3 separate regions of the Callithrix jacchus genome follow, and all the other regions are linked to region 2. A link is a contact called in public Hi-C data. All regions are on one chromosome and are shown on one strand. Each heading gives the region's core, a stretch centred on a gene start, on an enhancer-like site or on the middle of the called end of the contact. The rest is flanking DNA. Distances are from core to core; before and after follow the strand shown. Region 1 has its middle 78 kb from the start of MAML3. Region 2 overlaps MAML3 (mastermind like transcriptional coactivator 3). Region 3 has its middle 30 kb from the start of SCOC.

Region 1 (3,752 bases), core at 956-3,455, 520 kb after region 2:
TAGCTGGACAGCTTTCCCTTAGGAGCTGGGAGGAAGCTAATTAGTATTGATTTAAGTTGTGATTTTTTTTAAAAGTTTCACCTTTATAAAAATTATAGGTAAAGGATTCTAAAAGGAACAAGAGTCCTGAGGTAGAAGAGCAAATAGGTGCTCTAGGTTGGGCTACCTAATAGAACTTTGCCATGATGGAAATAGTCTCTAATTCTGTGCTGTCCAATATGGAAGCCACTGCCACAAGTGGCTACTGAGGAGTTGAAATATGGCTCGTGTGATTGTAGGACTGTGTTTTAAATTTTATTTAATTTTAATTCATATAAATTCCCATAAGTGGCTACTGTATTGAACACCACAACTCTAGAAAATTAACTGTGTATGTGTACATGTATATGTGTGTTTAGAAAATCTAGGGCCAGCCTGGGCAACAAGTGAGACCACATGTTTATTAAAAAATTAACTGGGCATGGTGGCATGCACCTGTAGTCTTACGTGCTTGGAAGGTGAAATGGGAGGATCCCTTGGGCCTAGGAGTTCAAGGCTATATGATCATGCCACGGCATTCCCAGCATGTGCAACAGAGTGAGACTCTGCTAAAAAAAAAAATTAGGACCAAAGTGGAAGGAAAGAGAAGGAAGGAAAATGAAGAAAAAATAGTACCTACTTGGAACTTACTGGAAAAATCCTTTTGACCTGTCACCATAATCTCTTTACTCAGGCAATAAGGAGAACCTGCAATCCGTCCTAAAGACAATAGCATCATCATTTATTTTCTGTAATCATTAGGGCACAAGGCTGCCATGCCCACACACAAGCTGGGCACTTCCCTGCATTCATATCTACTGATTGATAGCATTTCAAGTAATCTTGTGCTAGGCAATGGACGAGGGGAAAAGATAATGAAATTGCCTCCTCATTTACCAACCCAAGCCAATAGTGTGTCATTGTGCGTGGATGTCAGTTTTATACATCAAGGGTGCCAAATAACAGGTAGGACACCCGCCCTTTTAAAGCAACATAAATCAGGAGTGGTACAAGTAAAGAGGGGTCACCAAGAGGCCACAAGACTCTCAGGCCTTTGCACTGTCTGGTTTGGGGCCTTCAACTTATTCCCTGAGCTGGCAGAAACATGGGATTCTGCATACTTTCTTGGGGATTCTGAGCTGTGTGGATGCTATAAGCAAGCTCTCAACTGAAAGGAGGAAGGGACCACAGAAGGACTAAGTAGATGTCACTGTCCATAAATACTTGAAGATCTTTGCTGGTTTGAGGGGCATGGGGGGAGGCTCCAAACACAGGCAGCAGGAAGAAAGCCCCCCACCCCCAACAAGTCACTTATTTTCCTCTGTTCGTTTTCCTGCTACGTTCTAATTAGGAAGCACTGAAGAAATCTTGGAAAGTATAAGAACCAGATATTAATAAGTTTTTCTCCATCCAGGAAAAAAAAACTTGTTAATTAACCCACATTTCACTTCTCTAAAGTTGTCTTTTTTTTCTTTTCCTCCTGATGTACACATCTGGGCACAGTATTCAGCAAGGTACTGAAATGTTTAACTGCTGCTACCACTACCCCGGTCCTTTCTGTTCAAGAGAGATTCGCCTTTTTCATCATGAATTCTTTTGTTTTTCTCTGTGGCCAGCTGCTACAAAGATGCAGTCAATTTAGATTAAACAGGCTGAGGAGTGCTATTCAATATGTCAGCCAGGCACACTTCTCTAAATACAGTGTGCATCAGGTACAGCTTAAAAAGAAAAGTCAGGGGCTGTTCACAGAGGGGCATGCACTTTGTTTTAAGTCTGGGAACAAGAGAAGGATCCTTGGAGTGCAGATGTGGGTTTTTCCATATTCATCGCTGGGAGCAGCTCCTGCCCTTTCTTTCTGCCTGTCTTCACCCTCGTCCTGCTCCTCCCCTTTCCCTGCTGCCACTGGTTTCTATCTCCATTGTTCCCTTAAGCCCAGCAGCCAATGTGCAGCCAGGCCCAGCACACGCTCCGCAGCCAGCAACTTCCTCTGAAGCTGCAACGCATAATTACAACCAGCTGCTCTGGGCTGCTGGCTGGCCAGCTCTGCAAACAAGCATCCCGATACCCGAGTTCCAGGGAGGCAACAGCCTGATCTTGGCAGCAACAAATTCTCTGAAGGAAGTGCCCACACCCTTGTAAGAAGAGGGAGCAGCCCTGCTCTCTCCTGTGGCTTCCAGAGGCCACAGCTGGTTCGGGTCTGGTTCCCCTCTGGCAGGACTCTCCATGCCAGAGACAGTTGGTTCTGTTGTTAATGGGAAGGTGCCTGCTTTCACCTGCAGCTGCCCTCGTGCGACTGGCCTATTGTCTGACTGCTGTGACCAGCAGCAGAATGGCATGTCCTAGGCAGTAGCATTAGAAGCCCTGGCTTCTGGTCAGCATCTCAGCCGAGGCATTTTGTGAATGTATACAGAGATAGGGGTAGGAAACTGCGCTGCCCTCGGTGAGCGTGAGGCTAAAAGACAAATGATGTTGTTAAAAAAAACACCAGCAAAAACCCAAACAAGCCTAACTTAACTTCCCTAAGGAGAGTAGCATGTGGGCAAGAGAGCTGAGGGTTCATCCAGGCCCCGCCTCAGAGCTGTGGGTTCACTTTGGGGCCTCAGTGATCTTTCAGGCTTGGCTACAAGGATGACTCTGATCCAAAATTAGGCTTTGAATGTGTAACACAAGGCTCTCAGCCCCACCCACTGCCTCTCTCTGCCCTATGCTGCTTCTTTAGAGCCTGGCTGTGGGCCAGAGCTGGCCCTTCTGGCTCTTGGGGGAAGGGCTGGCCACAGTGTTCTGTTTCCAGGCAGGGCTTTAGCGTGGGTGAAGGTGCATGGCGCAACTTGGGAAGAGGAGGGGAGATCAATACACTTGGAAAGGGCGCCCAACACCAGCCCCGTCAACCTAAAGCTGGAGAGGGCCATGCAAAGGGCAGGTGTGCCACCTGGGGCTGCTGCATTGCCCCCACCCACCTGTACCTCCCAGCCCAGGCTCCTAATAGTCCTGCTGAGAGCGAGCCAGGCCAGGAGGACTGCCATGTCATGCCCAATAGCAGCCTCCGAGGTGGGAAGCAGCTGGGAGTCTGCTATTGAAAGGGAGCTGCTCATTTTACAGGGCAATTTCCCAGGGATGCCGGCCCTAGTAGTAGTGCCTCAAGTGGGGCAGACAGGAGCGTCTTCGAGTGGGTTCATTCTTTCCGTCTGAGCCTGGGGAGCCATGCCACGGCCAGCAGCAGCTGGCTGTCTATTGTACTGGGTTTCCCATTTGCAGCCCTCTTTGTTTCAGTACTAAAAAATCTCAGGAAACTTTTCTGGCTGAGTGGTACTGGGCAGGTACTGGGAGGCACTTACTGGGAAGGAATAAAAGCAGACTGGGTTGGCAAACGGGATACAGAGAATTAAGTCGTTGTTGGATGTGTGTGAACGATGGAGTTGGAACCTCATCTGCTATAGCATTTCTGTGCTTCTTCATCAGTTTCTAATAAGCTTTACAATTTAATTCACTACGTGAAAAAAATATTAGTTTAAGGTGCTCTTTTGGTGTTCAACCCATGCTTTCCCTTCTGATTCTTAAGCCTGCCTACACTTTAGAAGCTCATACAAAACAGGCTCATGTCTGTAATAGCATCACGACGCAGCTATTTCAGCCTGCAGATTACTTGTGCAGCATGACTGGATCCTCCACTTAGAGCATTCTGGAGGTCCCAGTGACGCGGTAATATGATTTTCAGCAGGTTTTTCTCCGGGCTT
Region 2 (3,976 bases), core at 996-3,495:
CTATTTTTTATACATAAATGCTGTAGCTGAAATTAATAAAACGTTTTGTCTTAGTGTATTTTCTCTATACATACACAAACATAGCTAGGAAATATTTTTGATGTTAATAAAAAGATCTTATACTAAACAATGCCAGGAACCTTCGTGCTACCAAAAAGTTTACTTCAGGACTAACCCTTGCAGGGGTCTAGATATTTCAGGGTCTTCCCTTTCCCCCCAAATATTTGCCACCTATTTTCCAAGCCCTTCCTTCCAGTGAAATAAATCTGTTTCTTGCCACCTTTAGGGACAAATGGCTGATTGACTTTACACTTTAACAAATGAATTCACACTGACATATAAACAGCCAATCAGCAAAAATGCAGATATGCAGTTTGTTTTTTCTATCTCAGTATATTTGATACTTTTCAGTTTTGATAAGGAGGAGAGAGTTGGAAAGAAAATGAAGCCCAAGGGAAGATAAAATTTTCTTCAGCTTGATTTTTTTGAGAGGGCTGGTCTGGGAGGGCCCTGTTTATCTTTGTGCACTTTGAGATATGCTTGTCCTGTGCGACCAGCCGGCACAGCTGGGGAGTGTGCCTAGAAGTGGTAAGGAGTGAAGAAGTGTTGCTTTCCCAGCCTCCCCTCCACTGGGAAAAGAAAGGGAGAGGCAAATGGGGTGACGATAATACATCAAATCACTTTTTGCCCCTGTCATCCTGGGCCAAAAAAAAAAAAAAAAAAAGAACTTCAAAAGCACAGTGTGAAAAAAAAAAACAACCCTCCCAAAAGGATAGTCATGTTATTACTTCCCACGATTATATGTTTCCCCAAATAATTCCCTTCCAGAGGTTTAGCCTTAGGGTTCTCACTGAAGACCTACAGGCAGGAAGGGCTGTATGTATTATTCTATTAATTTTTTTTTAGAGACAGGGTTTCACTCCATTGCTCAGTCTGGAGTTCAGTGGTATGATCACAGCTCACTGCAACCTCCAGCCCCTGGGCTCAACCAATCTTCCTGCCTCAGCCTCCTGAGTAAGTGAGACTACAGATGAATGCCACCATGCCCTGCTAATTTTTAAATTCATTGTAGAGATGGTGGTCTTACTATGTTGCCCAGGCTGGTCTTAAACTCCTGGCTTCAAACAGTCCTCCTGCCTTGGCCTCCCAAAATGTTGGGATGACAGGCAGCAGCCACTGCTCCCAGCACTAGGTGCATTCTTAAAGGACTGCCCTCCCTACGAAACATCTTTAGTACTTTCCCAACAAGCTCTGCCACATTCAACGGTGGGTGAGACACACCTACAGCCCCAGATTCTGATGTATATTCCAAAGTGTGAAGATGTACTCAGTGACTTGCCTTATACATTAAGCTGGCCGAGGCCACTGTTTCCTATTACATGGCTTCCTTTAACCTCCAGTCTAAGAGGGCTTAATGAGAAATCTTCTGTCAGATTTCAGGATTTCAAGCCACTGCTCATTTCTAAGAAAGACACACACTGTGTTGTGCAATTAGAGAAAACCAGGCTGAGCTTTCCTCATGTGGAATGTAATGCCTTGAAGCCAAATGATGCAGTATTTTTAGTTGTAATTACTGGCTTGTTCTCCAATCCACTCCTTGCCCAACGACCTCCCTTGCTTCTCCTAAGAATCTTAATACAGTTTCTCCCCCTCAAAAATCCAACTGGCTACATAGATCTTCATTACTCGCCTAACCCTCTCACTCTTCCGTAAAATAAAGGAAGGAGAAAGAAATAAAAACCAAGGAACCTACTTTACATATCTTCTCTTCCAGGGAAAAGATCTTAGCAATTTTCTAAAGGCTAGAGTGAGGTAGGAGGTGTTAAGAGCACCCTTACCTCCCCCAAACAGGCAGTTTTCGACTTCAAAAAACAGCTATGGTAAAAATATCTCCCAAGAACAGCCAGCTGTTTATTTATAAATCTGTGCGTAGGGAAGCTTTAATTTCTCTGAAGTGTTTTCAAGAACATGCATAGTGTTTGGGTGAGAGGGGCCGGCGTTGTTGGCAGCGAACCAAAGAGCAGGGAATCACAAAAGACGGCCGGTGGCGAGGAGGCTGGGGTGACGGGGACCCCGTGAATCACGGGCTCGAGGACGCCCAGGGCTTTTCAGCCTTTTCCAGGCGTCCCTCGCCGGGGGAACGCGGAGCAGCTGCCGTTCTCCCAGCGCCCCAGCAGATGGTGGTGTCAGCCCGGCCTCGCGCCCGGCCGCCGCCGCGCCCGCGCCCCTCCCCTCGCAGATGGCTTAATCAGGGCTCCCGCCCGCCCCTCCGCGGCCCCCGCCCAGCGCGTCTGGGCGAGCGCTGCGAACGTGGAGCCAGGCAGTCAAGTGTTACTGCGTACAGCAGGTAGCCTGGCAACTGAGAGCATAATACCGAGCAGATGGTGTTCGCACGGCGTGATGGACATCACACACGACAGCCTGAGACAATCCAGGAATTCCCTGGTGACTCGAGGCCCTCTTTACACAAAATGAGTTCTCTCTCCATTGCGGTGTATCTCTGGGATTATCTCCCCCCTCCTCCGACTGACACTGAACTGGTTTCTTATTACCGACTTTTCTTCCAGCCAGAGGGGAGGGAGAACTCAGGCGGGGGAGGACACGGGAAGGGGACGTGGAAGGAAACGGAAGGGCTGGGAGTGGGGTCCGGGGGCAGTGGCGACCACAGAGGGGCGGGAGGGTGGCGGACACCAGACCCCAGGGCTGACAGCCCGGGAGGGACCTGGTTTCCAGGAGCCCAGCTGCACAAAGCCGGCGCGGGGAGGGAAGGAGCGAGCCTCGGGTAGGCCCGGCGCGGCTTCTTCGGCTCAGAGTCCTTGCAACTGCTTGGCCTACGAACGGCCTAAATGAAATTTAGGATTTTATTGAAAAAGTCCCCTGGGGCCTAATTTGGCCTCTCGACTCGAGCCTATGTGCTTACAAGTACTTAGGGGACTCCGGCTAAGAAGTCAGGAATGGGGCCTGTGCGCCGCCGGCAGGCCCGAGACCGCCTCTCGGCGCAGGCGGCCCTAACAAAGAAGCCCACGAGGCGGTCCCAGGCGCGGGCAGGGGCGGCGCGGGGGCGCTCGGGAGACCCGCTAAGGGCTCTGGAGGTCCTTGGCCGGTGCGCGCCGCTCAGGAGCCGGCGAGGCTGTGGTGTGCTCCCGAGGGCGCATTTCCCAGGTCTCGCCATACCGTGCGTGTTAGTGGCTGGGGAGGACACGGGGACAGAGATGAGGATATTTCGTGGCAGGAAAGAGTAAAAATAAAGCAATGCATAAACAAAAGGAATGTCCTAGAAAACCTATGCTACACACACACACACACACACACACACACACACACACTGAACTGAGTCAAGTAAAAAAATTTTTTAAGGAATGAATCTTTAGCCCAAGTGGGATTTCGATTAAATTTTATATATCAAAAGATTTCTACGTCCAACCTCTCACCAGAATCCAGAGGCTTTCCACTGCAAAGATACTGTTGAAAGTTTTATTAGTAAGTTTGAGAAGACGGATGTATGTATCAGAGGTGAAAGCTAACATGACCTTGCTGGGCCAAAGAGCGCAGCAGTTTTACGTCATTGAGCAGCTCAGGATGAATCTAACACCCACGATGGCTAGACGGAGGCGCCTGGCTGTGACTGCCCGAGGTGCAGGCAAGCCATATGACCTCTCTCTCTCAGTCCCCACCCCCTGAAATGAAAACCATACTCATAAGACTCCTTGACAATGGAAATTTTGAAGGTGACATAGTTAATGAAGTGCCATAGAAAAGAAATAGCTAAGAAGACTCTAAAACCTCCCCAGTTGAACGAAGAACTAAATTAGAGGTTCTCAAAGTGTGGTTCCAGGATCAAATGCATTAGTTCCCACCTGGGAGCTTGTTAGAAATGCAAATTCCCAGGCTCCCCCTCTAGGCCTCCTGAATTAGAACTTCTGGGGATGGTTTAACAAGCTCTCCAGGTGATTACGATGTCCCATAGAGAATCATT
Region 3 (4,239 bases), core at 1,477-3,976, 590 kb after region 2:
TGTAGGGTCTTGCAAAGAAAAAATAATCATTAGGCTCACTTATAATACTCAGTCCTAGAGATGAAGTCTTATGCTGACTGTATTAGTCTGTACTCATTCATGCTGCTACTAAAGACACATCTGAGACTGGATAATTTACCAAGGGAAGAGGTTTAATTGACTCACAGTTCCACATGGCTGGGGAGGCCTCACAATGATGGTGGAAGGTGAATGAGGAGCAAAGTCATGTCTTACATGGGGGCAGGCAAGAGAGCTTTTGCAGGAGAACTCCCCTCTATACAACCATCAGATCTCATGAGACATGTTCACTGTCATGAGACCAGTGCAGAAAAGACCCACCCGCCTTGAATCAATTACCTCTTACTGGGTTCCTCCCATGATATGTGGGAATTAGGGGAGCTACAATTCAAGAGAAGATTTGGGTAGGGACTCAGTCAAACCATATCTATACTCCTCTGAGTAAGTTAGAATGGAGACAAGAAAACAGCCTAAGTCAGGTAGTTCAATAAAGGAAATGAATAGGGGAATCAGCTACAAATGGGTTAAACAGGAGATGCTGAGGCAGAGATTAGCAATGTCAAGAACTAGAGGTATCAAGGAGATGTGCCTGGTCCACCCAGAAAACACTGGAGGCCTGGTGTGACCACAGGGGAAATGTGGACGCTACCAGAGACACCCCCAAACAGAGAGAGGTGGGGCAGGAATACTACCACTTCTTTCTTTCCTCTGCTCTCTAATTCCTGCCAGGACTTCCCTTTGGCCTAACGTAACTGGAAGCCAGCTGGTCAGGACCCCTAGGAAGTGTAGTGTGTAGGTACGAACAGGAAAAGGTGGGAAATGACTGACATTCCCTTATGTAGTATTTGTAGATGATTCTCAAAGAGAAGCAACATTTGTCTCCAGTAAATAATGGTGGAATTAGGCATGAAGTGAGGCCATATTTGGGAGAAGATCTTTTTAGTGACTGCTGTGGTCTGAATGTTTGTGTTCTCCCAAATACATATGTTGAAACCTAGTCTTCAACATGGTGCAATTAAGAGATGGGGCTGTGAGAGGCGATCACTGGAGTCTGTGCTCTTATCCAAGAGGCCCAAGAGATATTGTTCATATTTTCCATCATGCGAGGATGCAGCAACAAGGCCATCTATGAGGCAGCGAGTGAGCCCTCACCAGACACCAAATCTGCTGGTGCCTTGATCTTGACACTTCCCAGCTTCCAGAACTGTTGCTTTTAAATTTCTGTTGCTTATAATTATCCAGTTTAAAGTATCTTCTTACAGCAGCCTAAGACAGTGACTGCAATTAACACGACTCAGTCCTCTGCTGATCTTCTGATAGAGCATACTCTGCTAAAATCAGAGTAGTTCTGTAGGTAGGGAGTTGTCCAGATCTCCCTTGAGGAGTCTAAGGCTTCTTCCACCACGATTGACCAAAGTTTAGCTCAGTGAAGAATCAGCAATCAGTTGTCTTGACCCAGGAATACAAGAGCTAGGGACTAGTTAAAGCTCAGGAAGTGCTTATCAAAGTCTACAGTTTCTGCTTCTCTAACTCAGTCCTAGAGATGAAGTCTTATGGTCTAGAAAAGTCTACAGCCTCCCTTTCCTTACAAAGATCCTCTATCATTGTTTATAAGCCTCTCTTGTTCCTCAGGGATCTTGCACATCCCAGAGGAACTATCTTAGCCTTTCTGAGTCTCTTAGGTTTGATCTGAGTAACAGACTCAACCACATATGAGTTATATCAAGGGGACTCTGCCAAAGCATTCCAAGGCCAGAGGGATACTTCTGGATACTGGATCTCTCACAGAAATCCTGTCTCAAAGGAGATGCTACTTTCTAACCTTTAGGGCTTGTACACCTTTACATCAAATATTTCAAAATTATTTCAAATGGTGGTCATGACAAGAGATGATAATAAGAGGACAGGGAGATTCTATTTTATTTTATCCCAAGAAGCTAATGTTGATGTATGTTGCATTGTTTTAATATAGTTCACTTAATATGCTTGATCAACTACAGGAAGATGGCCTTTATGGAGACATGATTCCTACTTTTATGCCAATTTAGTCAGGACTAAGAAGAGGATGTCAGATATTTGCTGGTGGTACAGGCTGTGATAAGTTCAGGAATGTGCAGGCAGATCACTGCTTTCAGAGAGTGGGATATGATGACTGTGCTATTCATCTGTTTAGTGCTATTGCCTCAATTTGCTGGTTCTTAAACAGAGCCTGACAAAATAGGCTTGTTGTTAGGCCAGGCTGCTAATTGTGCTAGTAATTAAAAATTGGCAGTGCTGAGATTGGCCCACATTCCCTACCTCAAAACCTTCCAAGTCAGCGTTTGCCTTTCACAATGAGCAAAACACCTGCTCTGTTTCCTCCACTCATTTTCTAGGGCCTTCAAATGCCACTCAGTTGATGCTTTCACAGAGCCTGGGAGGATTTCTGGTGTTTCATTCAGAAAGATTTTATGTGTGCTGGGGAAAGCAAGACTATATATAGCCAGGGCCGAGCAGAGGGTGACCTCTGTGAATGCTCCAAGGAGCCAAGGGCATGACTGTGCTCATGGCCTCAGATCACCCTCCTGCCAAGATTCTTTGATGACACCAAGTTTTGTTAAGATTTTCTGGCTCTGGGAGCCCGAGTGTCGATTCTTGGAGGTTGACAGCCACGTGGCAGCCTGCAGCTTGCTGGCTTGTCTGTGCATGCATGCTCATGCACTCACATCCACTCAGAGTTGATGCGTCATCCTCCTATATTTATCCAGTTGCTGTTTCAGTGGCTCTGAGAAGTGTCTGGAGAAAAGCAAAACTGCCTCTTCCTGCTATGCAAGCTGTCTGAGCTCCAGAGACAGGCTCTACTGTCTCATTCTTTGTGTGTGTGGAGAAGCAGCATACAGAGATGGTTCTCAGAGTGCCCGGGTCACTGACGAGACTCCCTTTTTTCTCCCCCAGCCAGTCTAGAGCTTACATTTCAGGAGCAGGCAGCTTTGGTGCTCTAGCCATGGCCTCAGTGTCCTTGCTCATGTCCAGTTAGGTCTAACTGAGAGGGCCATGATGTGAGTAGAATAAACATCTGGATGCGGAGTTGGAGATGACCAAAGCCCTGGGGTCAGACAAAGTGGGAGCAATAGCTGCAGTAAGGAATGAGTATCTGGAAAGATGTCATTGAGCATAAGAACTGAAAGGGATCATTGATACCGTTTTCCCAAGACAGCGGCATTACAGGTGAAGAAACTGAGGCCAAATAGGTGAAGAGTCACACAGCACGAGTGCTGATCCTGAAGTGATGCACTTTTAATTCCAGGGCAGTGACTTTCCATGACCCTGTGCCCAGCAGCTGGAGCCTCACCTCACAGCTGGCCATTCTCCAGCAAACATCTTGCAGAATGGAAGACCCAAAGACAATGTGCTGAAGACCAACCATGAGTCTCCATCAGGGGATAGGTGACAGGAAGTGTGCTGGAGAAGTGACTACATTCAAGTCTCTGGCTTCTGCTGGGCCCTCTTCTAACTAACAGCCTTGTCACCATTCTGTTGCTGAGGCATTGTCACATCCTGCACTCTGGCCACCTCCTAGGCACATCCTTTTACAGTCACCACTTTATACTTTATGGACAAGCATAGTACCCACAGAATGACTCACTCTATAAAGATTCAAAGAGATATATCCAAATAAATCTGGGCTTCTTTGTCATTCCTTAAAGCCTATTACCTCATGATAACATATGCAAGAGAAAAACAAATACCATTCCAAATTCTTGAAGAATGATTAATATATTGAAGCTTTCCCTGAATAAGAGTAAAAAAGAGTTACTCAGAAGTGCCTGTCCAAAGTTGCAGTAAATCTACTTCTCCATTCCTCTCTCCCCCAAACCCCATAGCTCATGGCAGCTACTGAAATTTCTCTTCTCTCTTTCAAAGTCTCCAGCCTAGGCTGCCTCTCTTGACACTCCCTCCTTCCCTCTCTCTTGCTATCCTTGCCAAGCTCTAGATGTTTCCGTTGCCTCCTTAAGGTGACTCTATGACCTTTCCTATGTAGATCAAATAAACCTCTCTTTACTTTCTCCCAGTTATCTTTTCTACCCATTTATCTGACCAGCACACCAAAGCCATCCAAATGCATAGGAACTGAGTAAGTGAAACAATAGTTTTCCCTAAAATATGGGGAAGGGGATGATTGTAAATTCTTATGCTTTGTATTTTAAAAAAATCTCTGTCACGTGAAAATCCAAATCTGAT

What was found. A called contact is a pair of places that touch in the nucleus more often than the background predicts.
Region 1: a Hi-C map of skeletal muscle shows a contact between it and region 2, with 9 times the contacts expected there. The contact joins two enhancer-like sites. A contact is called at or near these places in 2 of 3 Hi-C or Micro-C datasets (both in skeletal muscle).
Region 3: a Hi-C map of skeletal muscle shows a contact between it and region 2, with 3 times the contacts expected there. The contact joins two enhancer-like sites. A contact is called at or near these places in 2 of 3 Hi-C or Micro-C datasets (both in skeletal muscle).

The regions. Positions count from the first base shown.
Region 1 is chr3:56,718,139-56,721,890 of calJac240_pri, reverse strand. No RefSeq gene overlaps it. Among named protein-coding and RNA genes, the nearest start is that of MAML3, 78 kb to the left of the region's middle. Within about 2 kb of position 2,205, at least 8 of the 16 cell types and tissues checked have an H3K27ac peak or open chromatin away from gene starts, as enhancers often do. A contact at or near this core is called in skeletal muscle, where this site is marked.
Region 2 is chr3:57,238,635-57,242,610 of calJac240_pri, reverse strand. All of the region lies in intron 2 of MAML3 (mastermind like transcriptional coactivator 3), which reads right to left. Among named protein-coding and RNA genes, the nearest start is that of MGST2, 68 kb to the left of the region's middle. Within about 2 kb of position 2,245, at least 15 of the 16 cell types and tissues checked have an H3K27ac peak or open chromatin away from gene starts, as enhancers often do. A contact at or near this core is called in skeletal muscle, where this site is marked.
Region 3 is chr3:56,645,703-56,649,941 of calJac240_pri, reverse strand. No RefSeq gene overlaps it. Among named protein-coding and RNA genes, the nearest start is that of SCOC, 30 kb to the right of the region's middle. Within about 2 kb of position 2,726, at least 3 of the 16 cell types and tissues checked have an H3K27ac peak or open chromatin away from gene starts, as enhancers often do. A contact at or near this core is called in skeletal muscle, where this site is marked.